Regions from separate parts of the Zea mays genome. Here regions 1 and 3 are each linked to region 2. The links are chromatin contacts, called in public Hi-C maps. All regions are on one chromosome and are shown on one strand. The core of a region is the stretch at or near the end of the contact, and the rest is flanking DNA. Distances in the headings are between cores, read along the strand shown.

What was found. A called contact is a pair of places that touch in the nucleus more often than the background predicts.
Region 1: a contact with region 2 is called in a Hi-C map of bundle sheath, with 2.8 times the contacts expected there. The contact joins the promoter of LOC100192920 here to the enhancer-like site in region 2. A contact is called at or near these places in 2 of 25 Hi-C or Micro-C datasets (bundle sheath and ear).
Region 3: a contact with region 2 is called in a Hi-C map of leaf, with 4 times the contacts expected there. The contact joins the promoter of LOC100192862 here to the enhancer-like site in region 2. A contact is called at or near these places in 3 of 25 Hi-C or Micro-C datasets (bundle sheath, leaf and tassel).

Annotation. Positions count from the first base shown.
Region 1 is chr10:114,998,243-115,001,656 of Zm-B73-REFERENCE-NAM-5.0, reverse strand. LOC100192920 reads left to right here and starts at 2,100. Exons shown (of 9, transcript NM_001358495.1): 1 at 2,100-2,619; 2 at 2,828-3,008; 3 at 3,114-3,353. The coding sequence starts at 2,103.
Region 2 is chr10:115,410,216-115,413,379 of Zm-B73-REFERENCE-NAM-5.0, reverse strand. No RefSeq gene overlaps it. Among protein-coding and RNA genes, the nearest start is that of LOC100126917, 27 kb to the left of the region's middle. Within about 2 kb of position 1,764, at least 18 of the 20 cell types and tissues checked have an H3K27ac peak or open chromatin away from gene starts, as enhancers often do. A contact at or near this core is called in bundle sheath, ear, leaf and 1 more, where this site is marked.
Region 3 is chr10:115,131,654-115,135,265 of Zm-B73-REFERENCE-NAM-5.0, reverse strand. LOC100192862 (Cysteine proteinases superfamily protein) reads left to right here and starts at 2,001. Exons shown (of 10, transcript NM_001138051.1): 1 at 2,001-2,259; 2 at 3,528-3,612. The coding sequence starts at 3,535.

The DNA of each region.
Region 1 (3,414 bases), core at 851-3,350, 410 kb after region 2:
CGACTCTGAACTCGCCAGCTTCGGGAATTCACTCCGCTATAATTCACCGGACATGTCCGGTGTACACCGGACTGTCCGGTGAGCCAGCGGAGCAACGACTACTTCGCGCCAACGGTCACCTGCAGAAGCAATTAATGCGCGCCAGAGCGCGCAGAAGTCAGGCACGCGCGAAGTGGCGCACCGGACACTCTACAGTACATGTCCGGTGTGCCACCGGACATCCAGGCGGGCCCAGCAGTCAGAGCTCCAACGGTCGGAACCCAACGGCCTGGTGACGTGGCTAGCGCACCGGACTGTCCGGTGCACCATGCGACAGACAGCCTCCACCAAACGGCTAGTTTGGTGGTTGGGGTTATAAATACCCCCAACCACCCCACATTCAAGTCATCCAAGTTTTCCACCTTCCAACCACTTACAAGAGCTAGACATTCAATACAAGACACACTCAAGTGATCAAATCCTCTCCCAATTCCACAAAAGCTTTAGTGTTAAGTGAGAGTGATTTGTTGTGTTCTTTTGAGCTCTTGCGCTTGGATTGCTTTCTTCTTTCTCATTCTTTCTTGAGATCAATACTCACTTGTAACCGAGGCAAGAGACACCAATTGTGTGGTGGTCCTTGCGGGGAAGTTTTGTTCCTGGTTGATTTGAGAAGAGAAAGCTCACTCGGTCCGAGGGACCGTTTGAGAGAGGGAAATGGTTGAAAAAGACCCGGTCTTTGTGACCACCTCAACGGGGAGTAGGTTTGCAAGAACCGAACCTCGGTAAAACAAATCCGCGTGTCACACTCTTTATTCGCTTGAGATTTGTTTTGCACCCTCTCTCGCGGACTCGATTATATTTCTAACGCTAATCCGGCTTGTAGTTGTGATTAATTTTGTAAATTTCAGTTTCACCCTATTCACCCCCTCTAGGCGACTTTCAGAAAGGTTCCCCGCTCACTACTTCATATCTAAAAAGAGTCAGATCTTTTGGTAGCAGTTCAGTGGTTTATATGTATCTCTTTTACCACCCTAATAAACAAGGTCCCACTTCCTTAATACAATTAGAAAATACACTTTTTCTGCCATACAAGACACCTATGTCACATACGCTACCACCCTCCTATATAGTTGTTGGACATATATGTGAGTAATTTTCTAAGTCACCCGAGTCAATAGAAGGAAAATCAACTCTAGATATTTATAGCTACTTTTAATTAAAAACATCTTTGAGTTTGCGCTTATTTGACCAACCTTTTGACCTTTCTAAAGTAAAAGCTAGTGGTGGCCAAACGGGCGGCCCGGTCCGGATCAACACGACCCGTTAGGCCCGACTAGCTAATCGAGTCGTACTGGGTCGATATTAGTGCCGTAGTTGCGGTCCAGGCACGACACTGCAAACTGTTAACCATGACGAGTTAACATTTAGCATGTCGGCCCATTATAACAGAATGTGAATAAATTGCGAAAATAACCAAAAAAAGGAGTGAAGAGGACTTAAACCATGGTCAGCTTGAGAAAGAAGCAGAGCTGCACTCTTCTGACCGGTGCAACCCAAGTTTATTTGTGGTATATGGAGGATTGGTATTGTGTGTGTATATCAATGATTTAAAAATAAAAATATAATCGTGTAGAAATCAGACCTACAATGTGAACCGAGGAAAAGGTCTAAATATGATATGGTTCTTAGGGCATGTATAGTGGAAAGACATTAAAACGATTCTCCAAGTAAAAGAGGCAACTAAGAGACTCTATTGTATAATGTAGTGTCTATAAATATAGTCTGTTAATAAATACAGAATTAAATGCATTTATACAACATCAGATCGATAGAACATACGACATATTCGTACAGTGAGGAGTGAGGCGTCTGTTACTATTTGGTTTACGAGCCAGATCATCTCTTCACGGAAAGACGACTCTAAGATTTTTTTTATAAATACATATTAAAACATCTTAAGAGCCTCCACATTAAACACCAATGTACATGCCCTTATGTGAAATCGACACGAGCCTGTTTTACGTCATGTCACGCCGGTCATTATTAAATACGCCGGTCATTATTAAATAGATTGTTTCTACTGGATACGGCCCATCTGGCCATCCGGTTAGCAAGACCAACAAATGCACACTGATACGTTCCCTTCGAACCCACCTCCCATGGCCACCGTCGACTGCCCCCTGCCCTCTCCCGCGGACCTCGACGACAACGGATTCCCGGCTCTACCCTCCTCCCCCGCTGCCTGTAGCAGCGGCTTCGCGGAGGACTTCTACCGCAGCGGCACCGACTGGTCCTCCTTACGCGCCCCTCCGCCGCTGGGGCCGCCCAGAAGGGCACCCGGTGTGAAGGAGAGAGGAGGCGGCTCGGCCGTGCAGAGCAGCCTCTTCCAGGCGTGGGGGATCGAGAAGCCGCGGCGGGACGGGCGTGGGGCTGGGGATTCATCGCTTGTGCAGAGGAGCCTCTTCCAGGCATGGGGGATCGAGAGACCGCAGAGGGAGGGTCTCGGGGCTGGAGATTCCTCCCCCTCCTCCTCCCTTTCCGGTTCTTTGTTGGCAAGGAAGCGGAGGCGAGGAAGCACCGAGGAGGAGCGGGTGGCGGCCAAGAAGCCCCTCGCGTGCCCCTTCTACAAGAAGATTCCTGGTAAAGGCTACTGCGTTTCATGCTTTGATAGTTTGTTATAATAATTTAGGGGGTCTTTGAATGCACTAGACCCTCTTAGATATATGGCTGGTGGAGCTACTGCCTACTGAGCCACTGAGGAATGAGTTTGTTATACGTTGAATTGCTGTTGCCATCAATTTTCTAATTTGCCAATTTCGCTCATGCTGTCATGCACCTGCAAACCTAGGCACACCATTCACGGTGGATGCATTTCGGTATGGACAAGTTGAGGGGTGCTCGGCCTATTTCCTTAGCCACTTTCATCATGACCATTACGGTGGATTAACCAAGAAATGGTGCCATGGCCCCATCTATTGTTCTGCACTCACTGCACGCCTAGTGAAGATGTGCTTGTCAGTAAATTCCGAGTAAGGCTCCCTTCTCTCTCCCCCCCCACCCCCCCACCCCCCTGTGAATTCTTTCATGGTGATTTCTCGTGCACCAGCAACATGTATTCAAATCAATGAATGCAGCTATATCTGTCCTTTGGAGCTTGATACCGAGTATGTCATAGAGGGAGTGACAGTTACCTTGCTGGAGGCCAACCATTGCCCTGGTGCAGCTCTAATCCACTTCCGACTAAGTGATGGAAAGACCTGTCTCCACACTGGGGATTTTAGAGCATCAAAAACTATGCAATCGCATCCACTTCTCCAGAGAGGCCGAGTAAATTTGGTTTACCTGGACACAACATATTGCAATCCCAAGTACAAGTAGGTATACGACCCTCAAGTTTTAGGAATTTTCTCTTTCATCTGTACTTTGCTGAGCATG
Region 2 (3,164 bases), core at 515-3,014:
AAAGCAGCGAAGAAGAGATTAGGGTTAGGGTTAGGAATTGCCGACTAGGGAGGGAGAGCCGGAGAGGGATATACCTGCCAAGCCGGAGCCTGGAGTTGGAGACGAGGGTCAAGTGCACGACGACGCAGGAGGGAGAGCCAGAGAAGAGGATATTAGAGTTAGGGTTAGGGATTGGGATTGGGATTGCCGACTGGGGAGGGAGAGCCGGAGAGGGACGTATCTGCCAAGCCGCAGCCCGGAGCCAGAGACGAGGGTCAACCGGTCAAGTGCACGACGACGCGGGAGGGAGAACCGGAGAAGAGTAGATTAGGGTTAGGGATATTTGGATTGGGGAGGCACCTAGGGAGAGCTGGAGAGTAGGAGAACCGCCGATGTCGCCGGTGACAACGATCCGTCAGTGGCGACGGCGAGGCGGTGACGAAGCAGTGGGTGGAGCTAATCGAGTGGGGAGAGCGCCAGAGCGGAGAGCTGGAGAGGAAGAGCCGGAGTGGGGAGGGCGGGAGGGCGGGCGCCTGGACTTATGCTCCGCTCCCCGACACCGGGGCGATCCCGTGCCTACCGTTTTTTGGCGGGTCGGGCCGTGTCGTCCGACGGGCGATGTCGGCAACCCAGTCACGACCTGGTTTATTGGGCCGGGCCGGGCCGGGCACGATTCCAGCCGGGCCGTGCCATGCTTGGCGAGGCCAAACAACCGGGCCTCGGGCTGCATGCTCATATATAGACGCAAGGATCACATTTTTATCCGTGCTCCTCACGTTTGTTGATGATCAACACCGCAACAACAACGGTCGTGTGTCTCCACCGTGTTCATACACAGGTGAACGAAAGACAGTGACAGCTAGGATGAGTCATGGGCCATCATTGGGAGGCATTTTGGACCTTCCTTGGGCACTCGGTTTCTAGGTATCCGATATTAGGCTTTTCGCCAAGATGAGACGTTGTCCGTCTGAAGAGAAGAGTATCAAATTTCGGTCACGTTTTCTGGTTGCTGTAACATATGATTTTGCCATCACCGCTAAATTGCCACCATATGATGATATGGTAGCTTCATATGTTAATAATTTCTTCGGATCTGACAAAAGCTATCAAACTTTGGGAGCTGAGGTGGCCTATACAACGGTGGCCATGGCGTGGCTTACAATTCCGCTGCCTAACAAGAAGTATCGCCATATAGATAGTCATCATAATTGTGTCTCTCGTGACCAATGTTTCTCCGACGATGTGCCTGTGCCTGTGCCGCACGGGACGCGTGCCTCGTCTGCGCGGCCGCGGCTGCCAAGAACGCGCCGCTCCTTGTACTGTTCTCCTTTTGAATCCTACAAGGCGATGAGCTCATGAACGCATCGATGAGCAGTCGCGAGGGCACTCGCTGGTCGCTGGTGGAGCTGCCAGCCACACAGTAACGTGATGGATGAGGAGGTGAGAGCCTGAGACGCCACGACAGCTGCTCGACGTCGCCGCCCCCACATCACGTTTGCACGTCTGATGTGAGGTGAGGTGATAGATGGTGCCTCGGAATTGGATGGCCTTGGGCGGTGTGGTGGTCCTCTCAAAAGACGGATGCTGCCAAGTGTGCCAACAAAGGCGTCGTAGGCTCTGGCCTCAGAAAGAGCGCACAAAAAGCGTGATGGGCACCGGCCGGGCGACAAAACGAGCGCATCGTGTCGCCGTCCGTCGTGGCCGTGGGTCCCATTTTCCTTGTCCTCCCCGTGCGGTGCGGCTGCTTAGGCTGACCGCAAAGGCTGCCCCTACGCAGCCCCCTCCCCTTGCATGACGCGTGCAGGGGGCGCTCCACGCGCGCAGCGGTGCCCCTGCACCGCCTCCTAGCCCACCGTCCTCCTCTCTCCTCTCCTCAATCTAGCGTGTCACTGTTCATCACCCTAAACACTGTGCTATGGGTCCACGAGTAATTGTTAGTAGATAAAAAATTAATAGTTGGTATAGAAAATGATATTTTATAGTGGTAGTGGGGTATAGGGGGAGTATTTAGGGGGAACCGCTGCGGGAGATGGAAAATAGGGGGAAAAATAGGGGGGAAAAGTGATATAGGGGGAAAAATTTAGGGGTAACGGTTGCGGATAGCCTTATATGCACATGACAACAAGGGGGTCTCCCTCCGTCCCTCGACGTGACATGCGTGAGTTGTTCATCCGTAAATATTCTATTTTGTTTCAGTTGGTGTTTTTACAGCACCCAAGTTATTTTTTGTGGGTTTTTACAGTCCCACACGGGCCGGCGATCCTCCTCCACGACCACTGTATCTTTAATGGACTACTAAGGTCGGCTACAGCCTACAGGCACAGCAGAGGTTTAATCCAAATTTTATTTGGATCACATAGCAAATTTATTAACTTGACCTTTTTTTTTTGCTATGGTTGCCAACGCAGAAACCAATGTAGTCGTCTTGGTGATACGGTTTAACGACCTCTATCTATATGGAGGAATATATATATACATGGTTAACAAATTAGATCCTACATGAACAATCCAACCTACGGACTAATCGTATCCATCATAATTTTTCTAAGCTCTTGTGCAGGCTCAAATTCTACAAGCGAAATAGATGAGGTTGCATCCAGGCTCAGGGCGAAGCATGCCGTTTTTTTTAAAAAAATAATTTCTATTCTTAGTTTTTAGAAACTGGTTTATGGAAAAAGTTGGATGGGGAGTTGTTTGGAACTCAGTTTATAAGAAACCAAGTTCCTAGTTCTTTTTATATACAATTACTAGCATACTCTTTCTCTATTTTAAAAAGCGTTGGCAATAGATGTAAATCCTATGAAATCAACATGGGCATAATATAATTAAACAAAAAGAATATAGTTTTAGTTAGAAGAAAGTAGCTTTTTGGTTTTTAAGAAATTGGAGTCCAGTTTCTATGACTTGGAACATAAACTGGTTTATTTTCTAAACCACTTTAGTTTCGATAAACCAGTTTTTTTAAAAAATTAAGTGGTTCTAAACATGCCCTTAATTGTCTGTGTTTTGGTTACAAATTTTGACACGCTTAGAGGGGCTACCATATTTTTGCATGGTAGCAGAACCGAACACTCACTACCGGTGCCGAGGCCCTATTCAGAGCATCTCCAGTAGTTTACCAATAATTCATCCCTAATAGGATAGTATTAGTGATCACTAATAATGTTTTTTCAGAATATTGAGTG
Region 3 (3,612 bases), core at 752-3,251, 280 kb after region 2:
AGGTGTAGAAGAGTGAAAAACTTGGATGCCATTGAATGTGGGGTGGTTGGGGTATTTATAGCCCCAACCACCAAAATGCCCGTTGGAAGTGTGCTGTCGCATGGCGTACCGGACAGTCTGGTGCGCCACCGGACACTGTCCGGTGCGCCAGCCACGTCAGCAGACCGTTGGGGTTCGACCGTTGGAGCTCTAACTTGTGGGGCCTCTGGGCTGTCCGGTGGTGCACCGGACAGGTCCGGTAGACTGTCCGGTGCCCCTTCTCGCGCGTGCCTGACTTCTGCGCGCTCTGGCGCGCATTAAATGCCTCTGCAGATGACTGTTGGCGCGGAAGAAGCCGTTGCTCCACTGGCACACCGGACAGTCCGGTGTGCACCGGACAGTCCGGTGTGCACCGGACACTGTCCGGTGACTCACCGGACAGTCCGGTGACTCACCGGACAGTCCGGTGAATTATAGCGGAGCGCCCTCTGAATTTCCCGAAGGTGAAGAGTTTAGCCTCGAGTGCCCTGATGCACCGGACACTATCCGGTGGTGTACCAGACACTGTCCGGTGGCACACCGGACAGTCCGGTGCGCCAGACCAGGGTGCCTTTCGGGATGTCTTTAGCTCGCATTGTTTGAACCCTTTCTTGGTCTTTTTATTGGCTTATGGTGAACCTTTGGCACCTGTAAAACTTATATACTAGAGCAAACTAGTTAGTCCAATTATTTGTGTTGGGCAATTCAACCACCAAAATCAATTAGGAAATAGGTGTAAGCCTAATTCCCTTTCAACTGGCATTAGATACTTCTATATTATTCCCTCCGTTTTGCCCCTAGACCCGCATGTCGGGGCTCAGCACCCTTGTACGTGCCCCCCTTTAGCTATAAAAGGGGAGGCACGCAACGAGGCTGACTCAAGCACACTTAGACCTAGCTCAGGCTCATAAGTTCATACAAGCTCTCGAGCTCAATACATCACACAGTGGAGTAGGGTGTTACGCTCCGGCGGCCCGAACCACTCTAAATCCTTGTATGTTCTTGTGTTCTCCCCATTTTCCAACTATCAGGCAAAACGCTTAGCCGCTTCCTCATCTTAGGATTTATGGCGGGTGCATTCCGCCGCCCGGCCGGAGATCTCTCCGACAATGACCTTTATCTAGATAACCCTAAAAAGTTAAAACTATCATTTGGTTCGGTTTACTCTCCTAAAGTATTTCAGTCGGTCTAATTTACCCTTTAGTAAGATTTATCTTTTTTGTTTCTCTGTATTAAGGTGGTTTTAATTTCAAATTTTATGTGAGGATAGCTGGCACCATAATTTATGTGTAAAATATATGTCACAAATTTATATCATTATTTTGATAAGCTAGGACATATAATAATAAATTAACATTAGAAAGACAAAGTGTATTAAGCACAAACATATAAATTCATAATAATATTTTTAAAACAATATATGGTGCCCACTATCAGCGGCATAATAATAACTTAACAATAAAAATATAAAATTGTATTAAACATAAACATATAAAATTCATATATTATTCTTCTAAACAATATATGGTGTCCACTTGATCTCATAAGTTTTGAAATTAAAATTCAACTTATACTATATAGAGAAATGAGAATACAATTTTATTAAGAGGTACGTTGGACCGACTAAACTAATACTTTCTTTGTCTTAAATTAAAAATTATTTTAGGGATTATGGATTCAAACAATATTTGATGTATGTGTTTTATATATATCTAAATTTATCATCGTCTATCTAAATATAGATATAAAAATCAAGAGCTAAAAAGACCGGTATTTTAGAACCGAGAAAGTAAATCGAACCATACGAACGTAAGCGAGAATTGTAGGTATTAATTTGGGGTTTTCCCTAAAAAATAGACATGGTCAATTCAAGGTACCCGCCGCTCTGGATTGTTTCAGGGCATGTCCCAACTGTCAATGGTCAAACCAGGTCGCCCCCGGATCCGGGAGGCGCCGCGTGGGGAACGAGTCACGGCGCTCTGCTGCTGGTAGTTGGGCAGTAGGCAAGGCCGTACGCGGAAGAAACCGCGGCAGCCTGCCCAGCGCAAGAAAATAGCCGCAACCCAACCGATCGTGCGGAAGCAATCAAGCCGCGGCGCGTGAAAGCGTCCCGTCCCCGTTTCGCTGGCCATCCCCGCAAAGCAGAAGGTTTTGCTTTGCGCGTCCTCCCAATCCGTGGCTAGCGGTCCCCTGTTTCCTGCCCAGCTCGCCGGCGTTCCCCTTCCTCCGCTGCTGCCAGTGGTAATATGATTCTCCTCCTTGTTTTTTTTTAATTTGCAATCGTTAATGGGCTCCATTTGTAGAGAATTTGGGCGTTTCTATGTGCGACGGTGTTGAATTTCAGTCGAAATTGATTCCAATTAGAGTTCTGCGAGTTGGCTTTGTTTTGATACATTGTGCAGTGGCAAGTTATCGTTTGCTACCTGCTTGCAAAATGGTCCAATTCAGGAACCAGGAATGCCAGCCTAGAGTATTGAGCTAATTAGGCGTTCTGAATTCGTTTGCTGTTTGGTGGATACCTAGGATAATCAGCGAGACAGCGACGAAGTATATAACTTTTTGTTCAGCGAGAGTCATGATGATACTGGAAAGCGAAATCCATTGGGACCTTGCCCCAGAGTACAGGTGTTCGAGATTCCGTGAAAAAAAAGTGTGCAGATGATGGACATACGATTCACTATAAGTCCCTAACGTCTTCTACTCCTAATAACCTTATCTTGGTTGGTTTGTCAAGGAGAAACAAATTGCTGCTCCAATTTGTAGCCTCAGAATGCAATTTTGCCTCCAGAACGGCACTATGCTTTATGCTCTTTCCATAACCTAGCTAGCAGAGACCCTCATCCATTTTAAGCCAAATTTCATTATCCATGAGAGGTAGCCATCAAGTTTTATGCTGTATTCTCATGACTCCTTGTGCTCTAAGCACAAATCAGTGCCTCTACTGTACATATATAGTTATACATTTGAGAGGTCATTGTCATCCCATGCATGTAGAATTAAGTATTACATACATGGAACATCACTGTAAGTCCACGTGGATAATTGATTATACCATATGTTAAATGCATGCTGAAAGACTTGGCGATGGACGCAAACTGTGTTTGAGGAAAAAGATATTTGAGATGTCAACACAGACATCACTAACATGATAGTACTGTAGATAAGTGTCAATGTAAACAAGTTATGCAAATCGTTGCTCCTCTACCAACAAGCAAAGACACAATTTCATCATGTACATAATAATAAACATTTTACAGTAAAATTTGTTCAGCTAGGCCTCTCCCATTTTCTCTGCATATGCTTTTCTTTGTCTTTTCCTTTGTGTGTGTGTCTCCATTAAAGTTATATAATTTTCAACCTACGCTGTAGTTTCTGTTTCCTTCCTTCATGCCAGTAGTTGTACAACATATAAATTGCATTTCCAGTGTTTATTTCCTTTTAGATATGTTTTTTTAATATATTTAGCGTATCAAAATTATTATAAAATTCTTTATCCTGACAACCACTAGGTTGGAGATGACACATATGTTTCCAAGGGAAGGTGCCTCATCTAGCTCAACCTCAATGAGCAGCCAAAGGAGTGAAACTCATGAT